Regions from separate parts of the Triticum aestivum genome. Here region 1 is linked to region 2. A link is a contact called in public Hi-C data. All regions are on one chromosome and are shown on one strand. Each heading gives the region's core, a stretch centred on a gene start, on an enhancer-like site or on the middle of the called end of the contact. The rest is flanking DNA. Distances are from core to core; before and after follow the strand shown.

Evidence for each region. Hi-C and Micro-C count contacts between places; a contact is called where the count stands out from the background.
Region 1: a contact with region 2 is called in a Hi-C map of leaf, with 7 times the contacts expected there. The contact joins the enhancer-like site here to the promoter of LOC123140281 in region 2. A contact is called at or near these places in 4 of 5 Hi-C or Micro-C datasets (leaf and an unstated tissue) and 1 of 1 datasets of contacts at active chromatin or transcription factors (leaf).

The regions. Positions count from the first base shown.
Region 1 is chr1B:589,371,136-589,378,464 of IWGSC CS RefSeq v2.1, forward strand. No RefSeq gene overlaps it. Among protein-coding and RNA genes, the nearest start is that of LOC123140333, 210 kb to the right of the region's middle. Within about 2 kb of position 3,571, at least 2 of the 8 cell types and tissues checked have an H3K27ac peak or open chromatin away from gene starts, as enhancers often do. A contact at or near this core is called in leaf, where this site is marked.
Region 2 is chr1B:589,135,856-589,142,885 of IWGSC CS RefSeq v2.1, forward strand. It overlaps LOC123140281 (alpha,alpha-trehalose-phosphate synthase [UDP-forming] 1), which reads right to left and starts at 4,935. Exons shown (of 19, transcript XM_044559906.1): 1 at 4,798-4,935; 2 at 4,625-4,689; 3 at 3,268-3,806; 4 at 3,075-3,172; 5 at 2,550-2,938; 6 at 2,357-2,471; 7 at 2,033-2,134; 8 at 1,585-1,735; 9 at 1,310-1,398; 10 at 1,146-1,194; 11 at 931-1,031; 12 at 601-788; 13 at 348-465; 14 at 1-65. The coding sequence starts at 4,809.

The DNA.
Region 1 (7,329 bases), core at 2,321-4,820, 230 kb after region 2:
TGAGAAATGGCAATTTGGAATTCAACTTGGTGAAGATGCCGAATGATGCCCAACCGGAAAATATTTATGATTCCAATAAGTTCTTCTTTAGGGGACTTAAGTTCTTCTTTAGGGAAAAGGAGTCCAAAAGAAGTTAGGTCACAATGAAAGATAAGAAGACTGACCTCCGAGGGTGTAATTAAATGTATGTTCTTATTTATTTTGTAACAGATAATTAACTGGACAAGGCACTACCGGAAAAGGTTTTAGATTCCAAAGTTAAGTGCAGTTTAGCACATCAAAATATGCGGAGAATAACTTGCCAAGAATGTAAGTGGTTGCCGTTATTTCCTTTTCAAGGGATTAACTAACTAGTATTCTCTCCCCGCTCACAAAAGAACTCCAAAGTAATGTACTCTATAGTTGACGATTATAAAACGAAAAAGCAAGCATGAAAACAACTAAAAGAGCTCACCTTCTAATGACAGTACAGTTGACAGAGACCTCGATAAACCCCCTAATCTCACTAAATTTCTAATTAAGGTATCTATATGTAATATGTGTGTAAATATAAACTTCCAGATTTGAACCCTCTGAAGCAAGTCTTGCATCCAAATTCTGCTAGCAAGAGGTCTTTCTCATCCACAAGAAGATAAACATATACTTTTCATTTCATAAAGTCTTGTCTTTTCCGTTTGAAAAAAATCATAGACAAAATGGTATACTTACAAATCTTGGCGCAAAATTGCGACCATGTCCGATTAAAAATAGCTTAAAGAGAAATTTTATAAGCTCAAGGTGTATCTAAACCTCTTGTCTTGTCGATATTTTTGTATACTATAAATTCTGAAAATAGATATGCACTCTGAATTACAGAAGTTATCCAAAAGTTCACTCTATATGTCATGATGTTTGGGAGAAACCAAAAAGTGGAAACCTATGGATTTTATATACATATATTTTCTACCACTTGTTCTTTTTCATATATGTCACCCATCTTTGGCTTTTTCTCCCATTTTTCTTTGTGCGATTTTGCATAACATTGTAGTACACTCATGATATTTTCTCTGATAAGTATTTGGGTTTGTGATTTTATTCCCACAAAACCATCCCATGTCTAAAGCTAGAGGGTGGTCCTGCCCCATGCTTAAGCCACAACTTTATAAGAGTTATCACAATTCCCTCCCAGGATGGGTATGATCAGAAGAAAATTTGCTTCAAATTTGGATATAGCATGAAGTGAATTCATGGTTTTGCTTAAATTTTTCATTACCTTTCTGGAGCAAAGAAAACACATCTGAGAAATAAAGTGTGCATGCAGCCAGCATGGTATAGGCATGGATTTTTGCTCTCTAAACTTTAGTGTATCAAAATATTTCCGAGTCTCTCTGAAAATAATGTTTAGCATAGTTAGAATGGAACATAGACTCCGGATATTTCCTTGCAACAAAAGGCAACAGAAAAAGCCACGAAAGGAACATAAAAATGGCAATCCAAAGAAAAGGGACATCACAATGATAGTGGAGAATCGTCCATCGCAGTGGATCAGATCATTTGTACCTCACTCGATGCTTACAAGAAGTCACTCAATATCATAGCCACCGCTGAAAACACATAGTTGCAAGGACTTTACCTTTCCATATCTCGTGTGAAATATCTCCCGATTCTTTGCGTGCAAGCACTCGAGGTAAACCGCACCGAGGACGATGGTACCGATCTCCTTCAAACTACGAGGACGACAGGGTTAAGGGTTTTTGCTTTGTCTCTTTTGATATGGCGGAAACAATTAGCAAGTATTGAGAGCCCTATAATAAGTTACAAAAATAGGTGAAAAATAATTCGTGATAAACTTGTCAATGCAATTTTGGTAAAAAGGTACGTATGACCACATGAGAGCTACGGGACACACTATGAGTTATGCAACCTTCTGGCTACCGAGAAAGAAAACAAAAATCATCACGGGATTTTTCCTGTCATATTTGACATGGACATGCTAGCTGCTCGCATCCATTCTTTACATATACATGGATCTTTCTTATCTTTGAAACAGTAGTTCGGCACTCAAAAGATACTCTTCTTGCTAAGTTTCGAAAACGAGATTGTTTTTTTTTATGAAAGCAATCTCATGGGATATTGTGTATGTACTCATATACATGCCAGGTCGAGACCCACTAGATTATTAGCCTATCATGCACGGTGCTGATCGTTAAGTAGTGTATGTGACAACTTCCACGGCATTTGCCAAGGGACCGCCCCTGCATCTGCATGCACAGAGCTTCCACAATGCCATCATTTTCTCGTACTATTCTCCCGGGCGGGCGGGGCCGGGGCTGACATCACGACGCGCCGCGGCTGGAAACGGAAAGCAGACTGGGCAGCGGCATGCATGCATGTGCCCCTGCGATCCACGGAGGAACCGAACCAAATCCTCATCGGTAATCGCGCCCCGGCCGGGCGCGCGACACCGCCACCTTTTATCCGATCTCGCCCAGATCTCGGCGCGGACACACGCGCGCGCGGTGTCAGTCAGTGTGGTACGCTACTGCTAGTGCTAGTGCTACTTGGAGGTGGCAGTACTGCCATGCGTATGCATGTTGCAACTTGTTGTGGTTTTATGCCTGGGGTGAGTGAGATCACGATCGAATCCGCGGCCCCTTTTCCTGGCATCGATCCGTCGTCCCGAGCAACTTGCAAAAGCTTGAGAATTGCAAAAAAAAAAAAAAAAAAAAAAAAAAAACTTGCAAAAGCTTGATGTGTTGCAGCGCTAGACAGTACCAAGTACCTTGCGTAGTTCCTCCCCTTTTCTTCCTTTTATGAGGATAAACGAGCTAGCTACCTGTAGCCGATAATATTCGAACCTGCATTCACCAGCAGTACAGTTTTCTACAGAGGACCCGTCGCTGTGACCTGTGAGAATGACACGCAAGGCTTGCATTATGTGCGTTTACATATATAGAACCGTCACATAGTACTACATTGAATCTGCGGCCCTTTTTGTGGCATCGATCCATCGCCAGGCCAACTTGCAAAAGGAAAAGGTTGATGTGTTCCAGTGCAGCGCTAGATAGATAGTATTGCAGGAGCAGTACCAATTACCTTGCGTGACCCCTCCCATTTTCATCCTTTCGGGAGGATAATATTCGAACAAGCATAGCATGCAGCAGTACAATTTTCTTGTCTACAAGATACTTTTTTTGAATATCAGTACAGACACAAGCGCTCATACATATGCGCATACCTCTGAAAGACCGAGCAGTCACCGTAGGCGTCTCGTCGTCGACGGGAACGTCTCCTCCCACTGAAAGCGCATCGCCGAAAATCCTGAAATAAATTCAGAAATAATGCGAACACCAGACTTGAACCCTGATGGGCTGAACCACTGTCCCTCTAACCATCCAACCACAGGTTGGTTCGCTGTCTACAAGGTACTTGTCTCTGTGAGAATGACACATAAGGCAGTACGTGCGTACACTAGCAGATCCTACGAAGGAGTATACATATAGATTTCGAAATACTTCTACTACTACACCTGTGGACTGTCGTGCATGGACTACAGCTAGCTAGCGCGTGTGGTGGTGCGTAGCCTGGCCCTGGCCCTGGCCCTGGGCGTGCATGCAAGTGGCAGGGCGCGTGCGTATCCCGCCCCGCCACGTGTCGGGAATGTGCGTGGCGGCAGATACATCGAGATCATTCGCTCCTCCGGCCATGCCACGATCGATCAAGGCATGCTTTTATCGGAGAGATGGACTCATGGACACGGACGTGCCGGATATGACGAGATCGCCGGTCGAATGCCCTGCCGGGAACACGAGAGGGACAAAAATCACCCATCTCCGTGGAAGCACGTGGACTTCATCTGGTGCAGAAGCTTCAAGCAAGCGACGTTTTTTTTCCTGAACTGAAACAGGGCGCCCCTATATCTCGCCTTCAGCGACACAGGACAAGGGCGCATCTAGTGGGGTGCCTTGGGTGCCATGTCACCCCCTCCAAAATTACAAAATAAATTTTTCTATATACTTAAGAGTAAATATTCATTGAGTTGTTGCTATTTTAAGACTTTTTGTTGAGACTATAATGATGTTTAGTGTAAATTTAGAACTATGGAACCGCCAATTCTGCGGTTCTAGGTCCGACACTGACACGAGAGGAACCATCGCTGAAGGGTGGTTCGAGTTGGGCCGGCCCAGGCTCCCGGGAACAACAACCTATTTTTTCTTGCCTTTTCATGTGTTTTTTTCTTTTGTTTATACTTCCAATATTGTAAGTAAATATATTTTTAAAACTATTCTACATAAAAAATATTTGAAAAATGTTGACCAAAATGCGTTAAATATGATTAAAGAAATAGTGTATCCCATAAAAAATGTGTATACAAAAAAATCTGTATGAAACAATTTGATCGTGTATTAGAAAATGTTAATCAAGCATTTGAGAAAAAGTTGAATAAGTGTCTGAAAAATCTAAATCAAGCACTGGGATAATGTTAAATGTGTACAGAAAAAAAATGTTGGCTAGGTATTTAAAATATGATTAAAACAATTGATCGTTTATATAAAAAATTGTTCATAGAGCATTTGAAAAAATTTAGATGTGTATAGAAAACTTGTTGACCATGTATTAAAATTTTCATATAAAAGTTGCTCATGTATATAAAAAATGTTAATCAAACATTTGAAAAAATGTTGAATAAGTATTTGAAAAAAAATATGTTACTCAATCATTTGAAAAATGTAAGATGTGTATAGAAAAGATGTTGAGCATGCATTCAAAATTTGATCATGTATATATAAATGTTAATCAAACATTTGAAAAAAATGAACAGTTATTTGAAAGAAATGTTAATCAAGCATTTGAAAATGTAAATGTGTTTTGAAAAATGTTGACCATCTATTCAAAAAATGTAAATATTGTATTTAAAAAAGGTTAACCAAGCATTTGAAAAATGATAATGTGCATAAAAAGTGTGGACCATGTGTTAGGAAATGTTAATTAAGCATTTGAAAAGGTTTAAAACTGTGTATATGAAAGATGTTGACCATGTAATAAAAATCTTAATCTTGTGTTTTAAAAAATGTCAGTCAAGCATTTGAAAAATGTTAAAATTATTCTTAGAAAAATGTTGTACATGCATTATAATATGTTAAGTTTGTATTGAAAATTGTTAAGCGTGTATTAGAAAAATATTGTTCACATATACAAAAATATAGAATGAAAACCAATAGGAAACGTAGAACCAAAAAGTAAAAAGGAAAAGAGACCAAATAAACCAGTGGAAAAAAAATAAAACCACAGAAATGAATGCAAACAGAATGAAAAGACTGCTAAAAACAATGAAAAACAAAAACAAAATAAATAAAATGGAGATGATATGACAAAACCTAAGAATAAAGAGAAAATAGAAAAACTCAGAGAAAACCAAACAAAATGAAGAAAAATAAAAAAAAGTAAAAACAGGGAAAGAATATTTCCCATTATTAAACATGTTAATCTCATATTTAAAAGTTGTTAATCAAGCATTTAAAATGTGAAATGTGTCTTAGAAAATGTATTAGATACATACAAAAAACTTGTATAGAAAAACAATGAAACCTGAGAGAAAACAAAGAAATCTATTGAAAAACGACAAAGAAACCAAAAAAACCGAATAAAACAATAAAAAAGAAAAAAATCAGGTAAAACGTGAGAAAGAAATAAAGAAACTAAAGAAAAACAACAAAAAGGAATGAAAAGAGAGAAACCAGAGGAAAAACGAAGAAAACCCCGTGAAAGAACGAAAAAAAGGAGAATCATTTTGAAAACCGTGTCAAGTATGTCTCGCCTCGATTAATTATCAAGAACTGGACAAGGCGTAATGGCTAGCAGCGGGGGTGATCACCGAAAATTTCACGTTAATTTGAGAGAAGCAGGAATCAAACTCATCACGTCCAAGTAAATGCACAGAAGGGTTAACCACTGCACCAGCCTCAGTCTACTGATTATTGGAGGAAAGCACAACTCTTTAATCTTTCATACAGTACAAACATTAAATATATGCTATTACTTAATACCCTGTATAAATTATTTGAAAAAAGGAAACATCAATTTGGAAAGGCATTGGTATAAGCCATGAATTGAAAGGAAAAGTTCGCAAAAATGTAAAAAGTTCATGAATTCATAAAAAGTTCATCGAATTTGAAAAAAGTTCATAGAATTTCAAAACAAATGTTCATAGAATTTGAAAAAAATGTTCATCGAATTTGAAAAAAAGTTCAAAAAATCACGAAAATTTTCATTTATTTTCAAAAAAGTTCACGCATTTAAAAAAAAGTTTACGAATTTTAGAAAAAACGTGCAATAAAGAAAACAAAAAAGATGAAAAAAAGAAAAGAGAATAAACCGAGCTGAAGAATAAAAACAGAAAAATAAACTACTTTAACACTTGCGGGTGGATAGCCTGGTGGCTTGAACCGAACCCTTACTACGAAAGGGTTGGGAGCCCCTGTCCCCTTTTGCAAATTGCACTGTAACGGGCACCTGCAGCGCAAATAAGAAATGCCTTTCTCTCCTTTCCCTTCTCCATTTTGTTTTAACTGAGTGTGAATGGGCCGGCCCAATAACTGTAAACGCTTGGCCCATGTGAGATATATGAATGGAAAAAGGAAAGGGACAAGGGCGGTCGTCACTTGGCACGAAGGCCGCTGGCCGCCAACATGGGCCTTTGTATCAGGATTCCAAGTGTGGGATTTCCCGACCGCACAGCTTGGACTTTCCTTTTTATTTTCCATATCAGGTTCTTGAATATGTTTTTTCATCCGTTGACAGTAGAGCACTTGTGCAGAGACCTCCTAATCCCCGCGTGTTTCGGAGTATAACCCCCAGACGCGGCGATCCTATCTCTCACGTAGGTCGGGGAATAGGCAGCAAACACGACCCGACCCTCACCCCCACAAACACACAATTGCTCGCATTGATGTAGGCTGACACATTGAGGAATTCCACGTGCCATTCTCCCACCAGTTTTGGGAAAGTCCCTGAATCTGTTTTCCTTTTCTATGTGTTTTTCCTTTTGGGTTTATTTTTTGTTCTTTTCTTTTCCTTTTTATAAGTTTTTTCTTCCATTTTAAATTCACATTAGGTTTTAAACTCAGGAACATGTTTGAAATCCTTGAACAATTTTTGAATTCATTTTTAAAACAAATTGGGATTAATTTTAGTTCCGCAAAAAAACACGAACAATTTTATAATCGACATGTTTAACTGATGCACATTTCTCATATGCGAAAAAATATATAAGTTCAGAAAAAAAATCTAAAAAGGAGTATGCAAACAATTTTTGATATTCATGAATATTTTTCTGGATTTTCAAATATT
Region 2 (7,030 bases), core at 3,685-6,184:
TTGATTTGATCACCGCCCCTTCTCCCAGAGGATTCAACTGGCTCGGTCAATGTTGAATTGAAACCCTATATTCAGTCATCGGTGCAACAAACAGAAATTGTAAGGTCATGTTGTTTGAGTGCTAAGTTCATTGTACTAAGAAGGAAAAACTATACATATTTGCAGATGCCATTCATTTAGTTTAAAATGCAAGGGAAATAAATGAACTAATGTGTAACATTTCAACATATGGAGAAGTTACTGAGAAGAGTAAACAAGCAGTTTTTTGCATTATAAAACCCCAGTGATGGCCAGTATAAACAACTTCGCAACAAATATCAATAGAAAAGAAAAAATATGGTATTTACCAATATGAGCAAACGATTTTTTGACTGCAGATATTGCTGGATGGCCGTTCGATTAGGAAGGTCAGGAGGAACTTGTCTTGTTCTCATCAGAGCTTCAGCAACTGTATCGTTTAGCTCACTACATGAAAAGACACAGTGTGGTTACAAGAAAGTCTGGGAGCAGCTAACAAATTTATATTGACGATGAAAAAGAAACATTTAATCCACTAGTAATAAAAGTACAAATGAGACGAAGTGGAAACGAGCTCCTCACCATACAAAAGTTTCAGCCCAATCTTGGGCGGTATGAGTTGTTACATGCGCGTAGTTATGCCTGTGCCGCTTCTCTCTCTCATCAGATGTCATTGTTAAAGCATGTTTTATTGAGTCTGCAACTTCTGTAATATTCCAGGGATTTACAAGAATGGCACCAGCACCAAGCGATTGTGCTGCACCGGCAAACTGAAATTGCAATGGCAGAACTTATGAACCAAAATCAAATATGTTTTCAGGAGACTGTGTAAAAGAAACGGGAAATATAAACACACACATATGAATATCCTTACAGACTAAATTTGGAACCAATCGATAGCTGATCACTTACCTCACTCAATATCAAAACTCCTTTTTTTGATCCCTGGCATGCAACATATTCGTAGCTTACAAGATTCATGCCATCCCTCAGTGATGTTACAAGAGCCACATCTAAGCAAAACAGAGGAAATGCACAGCTCAAGCATGATAAAAGCACTAATATTTTGAACAAAAGAGTGCTAATAAAGTCCAACTTTCAATATCAAGAGAGCTGCCAGGAATTACCAGTGACTGCATAAAGAGCACACAAGGCATGGAAATCAAGAGATCGATCCTGCAAGGAGCAAATTATTTTAGATGAAACGAAATAGTTTGCCAAAGAGCTATTTAAAAGATAGCACAAAGAATTTAGGTCATAAGATAGCACAAAGAGCTATTTAAAAGCTAACCAGATGATGAATAGGAACAGCAGACAATGTTCCAAATCGTCCATTTATGCGCCCAACAATTTCATGCACTTGGCTTGTAAGCTTCTGATCTGCTCAAGAAACAAGGAAGTGCTATAAGAACTGCAACCAAATCTATATTGTTTAAGAGGAATGATATTTTAAAAAGAGACAGCAAGCTGACGAATTGAAAACTATGTGTATGAACAATCATATGTCAAACATATGATGCACTACATATGCTGAGTGGCAAGAACAAAATACAGAAATGTTCTTACACTCAGGGACGTCAGTTCTAGTTGGCACAGCAATTTGAAGCAGAACCACTTTATCAATCCATTCAGGGTTTTCCTCAAGAAACTTTTCAAAGGCCAAAATCTTTTGGGGAATTCCTTTGATCATGTCAAGTCGATCAACACCAAGCATTACCTATGACAATAACCAGGAACAAATACTCTGTAAGACTACAAGAGACGTCGATAAATTATTGAATTTTCAACAAAAGAAAGATAGGTCAATCAAAAAGATATCATTAGTATGGTTTATAAGTTTGTAGGTCAAGATCTAATGTCCTACATTAGAATAACAGGACAGAAATGGAAGTGTGGGTTTCAAGGTGGCATTTATGAGTTAGAACCGCTAAAATGTGCCAGGTAGATCTGGAAATTTCAAAAATACAATAGCAGCATCCTATCAGCTGTTTGGAAATTTCAAGTGTTTTCTCACCTTCCGTCCCGCAAATCGCTGTTTCAATTCATTGACATGTCTTTTTGCTGCATCAATGTCCAACGCCCTTTTGAAACGATCAGAGTCTATCCCAATAGGAAACTGAAGATTTCAGCCACGTGAGTAAAAAGAATCACCCATTTTCCAAATAACAAATTGGATATTGTATAAATCATCGTAATGAGATGTAGGAATAGGTGAAATCATGAATAGCTTAACAACTAATGGTATTTCACAACGAGGAGAGGCCCTAGTGAAGCACCGCCACTGATCCCAAACATGTCGGATAAACAAACTAATTAACATAAAAGTTCTGATGTGTACCGCTGCAACCCGTGTTAACTTTCCCTGGTCCTCCACACCTTCAGGGGTACCCTCGAGTCCGAGTATCCTGGTACATGCGCTCACGAAATGCCTTGCATAGTCGTATGTATGAAATCTGAAGAAGAAAATCAGTCAGAGCTAAGAACAACTTGTAAAGAAACCATTACTTATAAAAAGCAAGATGCATGCTCACCCGACTAAATCAGCGCAGAGCACGGAGCGAAGCAGCTCCGAGCGTGATGGCAGGGTGCGGTAAATCTCCGAGGAAGGGAACGGCGTGTGCAGGAACCACCCGACCTTCATGTTGATGTCATGCTCCTTGAGGCACCTGGGCAGGAACATGAGGTGGTAGTCATGGCACCAGATGACATCCCCTTCCTGGTAGTGCTCGTAGACGACATCAGCAAACATCTGGTTGGCTCGCTTGTACGCGTCGAACTGCGACTCGAAGTTCCTCGTGGTTGCCAGCCTGTCCTCCTGCGGCAGCCCCAGGTAGTGGAAGAGCGGCCAGAGTATGTTGTTGCAGTAGCCGTTGTAGTACTGGTGCACGATCTCCTCGTCCAGGAACACTGGTATGCATCTCTGTTTTGTTTGATCAGCAGAAACAGATATGGTTTCAGTCACTAGAACGAACTAGAGCGGTAAAAACACAGAAAGCACTGTTCTATTGGTTCAGTTGACACCAAATATGTTCTAGATTCTGTGGATTGCAACGAACCTTCTCGGCGAGTGCATTGGTGAGAGCCTGCTGGCCGACCTCGTCGGGGACGTTCACACCGGCCCAGCCAATCCACTTCGCGTCGACATCCTTCACACCTGCGAATTCAGAAAAATTCAGTACATGCAGCTACTAGTGCAGGATTCTGATGCATGCGTCGCTCCGGCGCATGACATTGAGGAGAAGGGATTACCGAGGAGCGCGCTGACGAGGCCACCGGCGCTGATCTCCAGGGACCACTGATCCTCGCCGCGGCGATTAGCGGAGACGGGGAGGCGGTTGGCCACGACGAGGAGGCGCTGCTTCATGCCGCGGAGGCCGAGGCGGCGGAACCCGCTGCGGGGACCGGAGAGCGGCGGCCGCGGGGCGTGGCCCCCCGACCCGCCACCGCCGGCGTCGTCCATGCTGGCGTGCGGGCCGCCCTCGGGGCGCGACTGGGCGCCGCAGTCGGCGAGGGAGGCCGCGGCGGGCTCCACGACGTCCGTGTCCATGGCGTCGGGGGACGCGGCCGTGGGCAGGTGGTGGCGCCGGCCGCTGCCCCGGAGCATGCGGTCGATGGCGCTCGGCGAGGCGCCGCCGTCGTTGGAGAAGGGCGAGGAGTCGGGGGCGTTGGAGGACGGGGTCGGCATGGCTTCGTCGCCCAGCCTGCTTCTTCTTCTGCTGATGATGTTGGTGCCCGCGGCGTCAGCGCTCATGGACCGCCGCGACGACTCCCCCGCCGGCTGATTCGGCCTGCAGCATTAGGCGGGCGCACGCGGTGAGCGACGGCGGCGCGACACGGCGGAGAAACGAGACGGCCCGTCATCACTCATGGGCGGCGGGCGGCGGCGGGCGGCGGCGAGCGACGAACGGCGAACGGCGACGGCTCTGTCTCCCGCCCGCGAGAGCGCGCGCGTCCCGAGGAGGAGGCGCGGCTGGCCTTAATTGCGCTGCTTTTCCTCTCGCGCTGGCTCCCGTGTTGCGTTGTGTGACTCGTGTGCGCAGCGGCTCGCTCGCCACGGACCCTGTTAAAACGGCGCGGGGTGGGGCCCTTGCGTCAGTGGGATAGCCGTCAGCCAGGAGCACGGGCCTAGTCAAGCGCGCCGGGCCGCAGAAAATCCTCTTTTATTACGCCCACCGTTCGTCATACACACACGCCCCCCAAATTCCTCCCCCTTTTTGTTTTCACAAAAAGTTTCAAGCGCAAAAACCGTAATCACGTTCCCGTTCTATTTTTCCCTAAAAAAAACTTTTTAAAAAAAACTCTACTACTAACAACAGGAAAATAAGCTTAGCCAAAAAAAAAATCTCTACAACAGAAATCGAATGCGATTACAAGACCCGGAGAAGGCCGGATCGTGATGGCGTTCACGGCCCATACGGACCGGCCACCCTGGTCACGCCATGCCCCCGGCATCGGAACTACTGCTGCCAATCTAATCTACTAGTCCCCGATGAGATCGGCGGGAACCGCCCTGCCCGCCGGCCGGGATCCATCCAAACGAGGCGGCGGCGCCGCACAGGCGAAACGAGAGAAAAAAAAAGGAACGTGGTACGGATGAACAACTCACCCAGATCGGTCGCCGCCTCGCGCTGCTCTGGGCTCGTTGCTGCAATGGGATCCGACTCCGGCCGGCTGGTGATAACAAGAGAGGAGATGAGTCCGGGGGATGGGAGGGGACTGCAACAGACTAGCAGAACAGAACACACTAGGGAGGGAGAGAGGGGGGAAGGGGGGTGGTACCTCATGCAACATGCAGCAGGGCCGTCATGCCTCGAACTCGCACTCTTGTTTGAGAGCACGAGCGATGTGTGCAGGTCGGGGTGGGGGCGATTGGCACCTTTTTATAGGATCGCTGGGATCCAGCTAGCGGCACCTCCCCCTCGGCCAATACACGAACCGTATTTATAAAGAAAGAAAAAAGGAACGAGCCGCGCATGTTTGTGAAATTGCCCCTCCTGCCCCTCAGGGCTGCAACTCTTCGGGCCTAGAGGTGTTTAGTGTAAATCATCGTGTATTCCTGGCCCTGCTTTTAGTTTGCTCTTGTAATGGAATTCTCTAGTAGACTAGTAGAAGAGAAAGGAAATACATGACAATGTACCTTTTTAAGGGATACCATAAAAATGTTCTATATAAGCTAGAGAAATATGTGACTCCTATAAATGAAAACATAAATACCGTTTTTAAAATCATAGTTTATAGTTTATAATGCAAAAAAATAAAAAGTAAGCAATGTACTCAACCATAATTCGTGTTCGTTCATGAACATTCCTAGGAATCCTTTTCTATTTTTAAAATTCCATATTTTCCATATTTCTTAAGTTCTCTGTACAATAGTTTGTCTTCATATTCTTGTTTTCATGTTTTGCAGTAAGTTTCTTCCTTATTCATTTATTTGCTATTCTTCCAGAAAACATTTTTTTACTGTGCTTTCACGTGTGCAAAGTCACCGTTGTGTCATCCATCAAAGTACTTCAACGTCGGGGAGAATGGTATCCCTCGTGTGCGCTCACAACTATGTATGCATGAGGCCTTGGAGAATGGATGTGGGCAACGACGTGGGGCCGGACATGGATGCACCGACCCTCATGGAGTTCATGGTATTATGGCAACGCGATGGAAACATACAAACACAAGTTGGGATTCCGGATGTCATCAAGTGGGCTTGGGAGCCGGGTGGCGCTTACACTGCTCGATCGGCGTACGCAACGTTGTTCATGGGAAGACAACTTGCCCCCATGGCTGATTTCACGTGGAAGTCTAGACACCCCCCCCCCCCTGCAGTGTCGGTTCTTTGTTTGGCTCGCCATGAAGAACCGTTGTTAGACCTCCGATCGTTTGGCTAGACGTGGACTGCCGCATCAGGATACTTGCCCACGTTGCAACCAGGAGGATGAAACCATAAGTCATATCATGTTGCAATGCGTCTTCACGAGAGCCTTCTGGTTACAGCTGTGCACAACTTTGGACAAGCCGGACTAGACCCCCACGCAGACAAGCACCCTCCCTATTTGGATCCTGGCAAGTGCGTCCAAGGCATGCATGACAAGGATTTGCGAGCTTTGCTCACACTGGCCTTTTGGGAGTTGTGGAAGCACTGGAATGGCATTGTTTTTTATGGTGAATCGCCATCTTTGCAGTGGTTGCTAGGCAGGGTTCTTGTTGAGGGTAGAGCTTGGAGGATGGCGGGATTGTAGAGATCACCGGGTTTAGATATCCTCTTCTCGTGGATTCAAATGTGGGTGTCGAATGAGACATAGATTTGTGTGTTAGTGTGGAGTGGACGGGTGTGTTGTAACACCCTCGGTGGAGGGCTCTTGTACCCTTTCTCTGTCTCTCTCTCTCTCTCAACATATATCATATGCATGCTATGTGTATTCGAGAAAAATGAAACGTCGGGGAGAAAGGGAACAAAGTTATATAGTTTTAATAGTTGGGGTTTATGTTATTCATATTCAAATTATTGGACCAAAGTTGGACTCAAGGAATAGTTGTGGGGTGAAATGAATGAATTCCTAGCATGTTTAGAGAAAAAGGCCAAGACAACCCTGCTTCTATAAGAAGAACGGGGGATCCAGCTGGGACTAACTAGCCGGTACAATACAAAACCCAACATCATACATGTCGTTTATTGATAGCAGAAACCACTCAAAAGATATGAACAAGCCCGTCACGTGCACAAGCCAGCTAAAAGCATAAAGAACCCGGAATTAGCCAATGCCTTGACGCATGCCACAGATGAACTACAGCTCCCATCTTCTTACGCATGCATCTTCTCATTGGTTGAGATCATCGTGTATCTATACGATTTGCGTACAACAAAAGCATCCATCGCCCAAGTAAATCAACAAATTTTATGAGACTTTTGAACTAGTGTAGAAGGTTGTTTCAACTCTGGCTTAGGGTTGCTACGTGTCGGCCGGCTTTTAAAAGATCTGCCGCCTTATGAGCGATTGGATGACGAGTTTCGCAACCA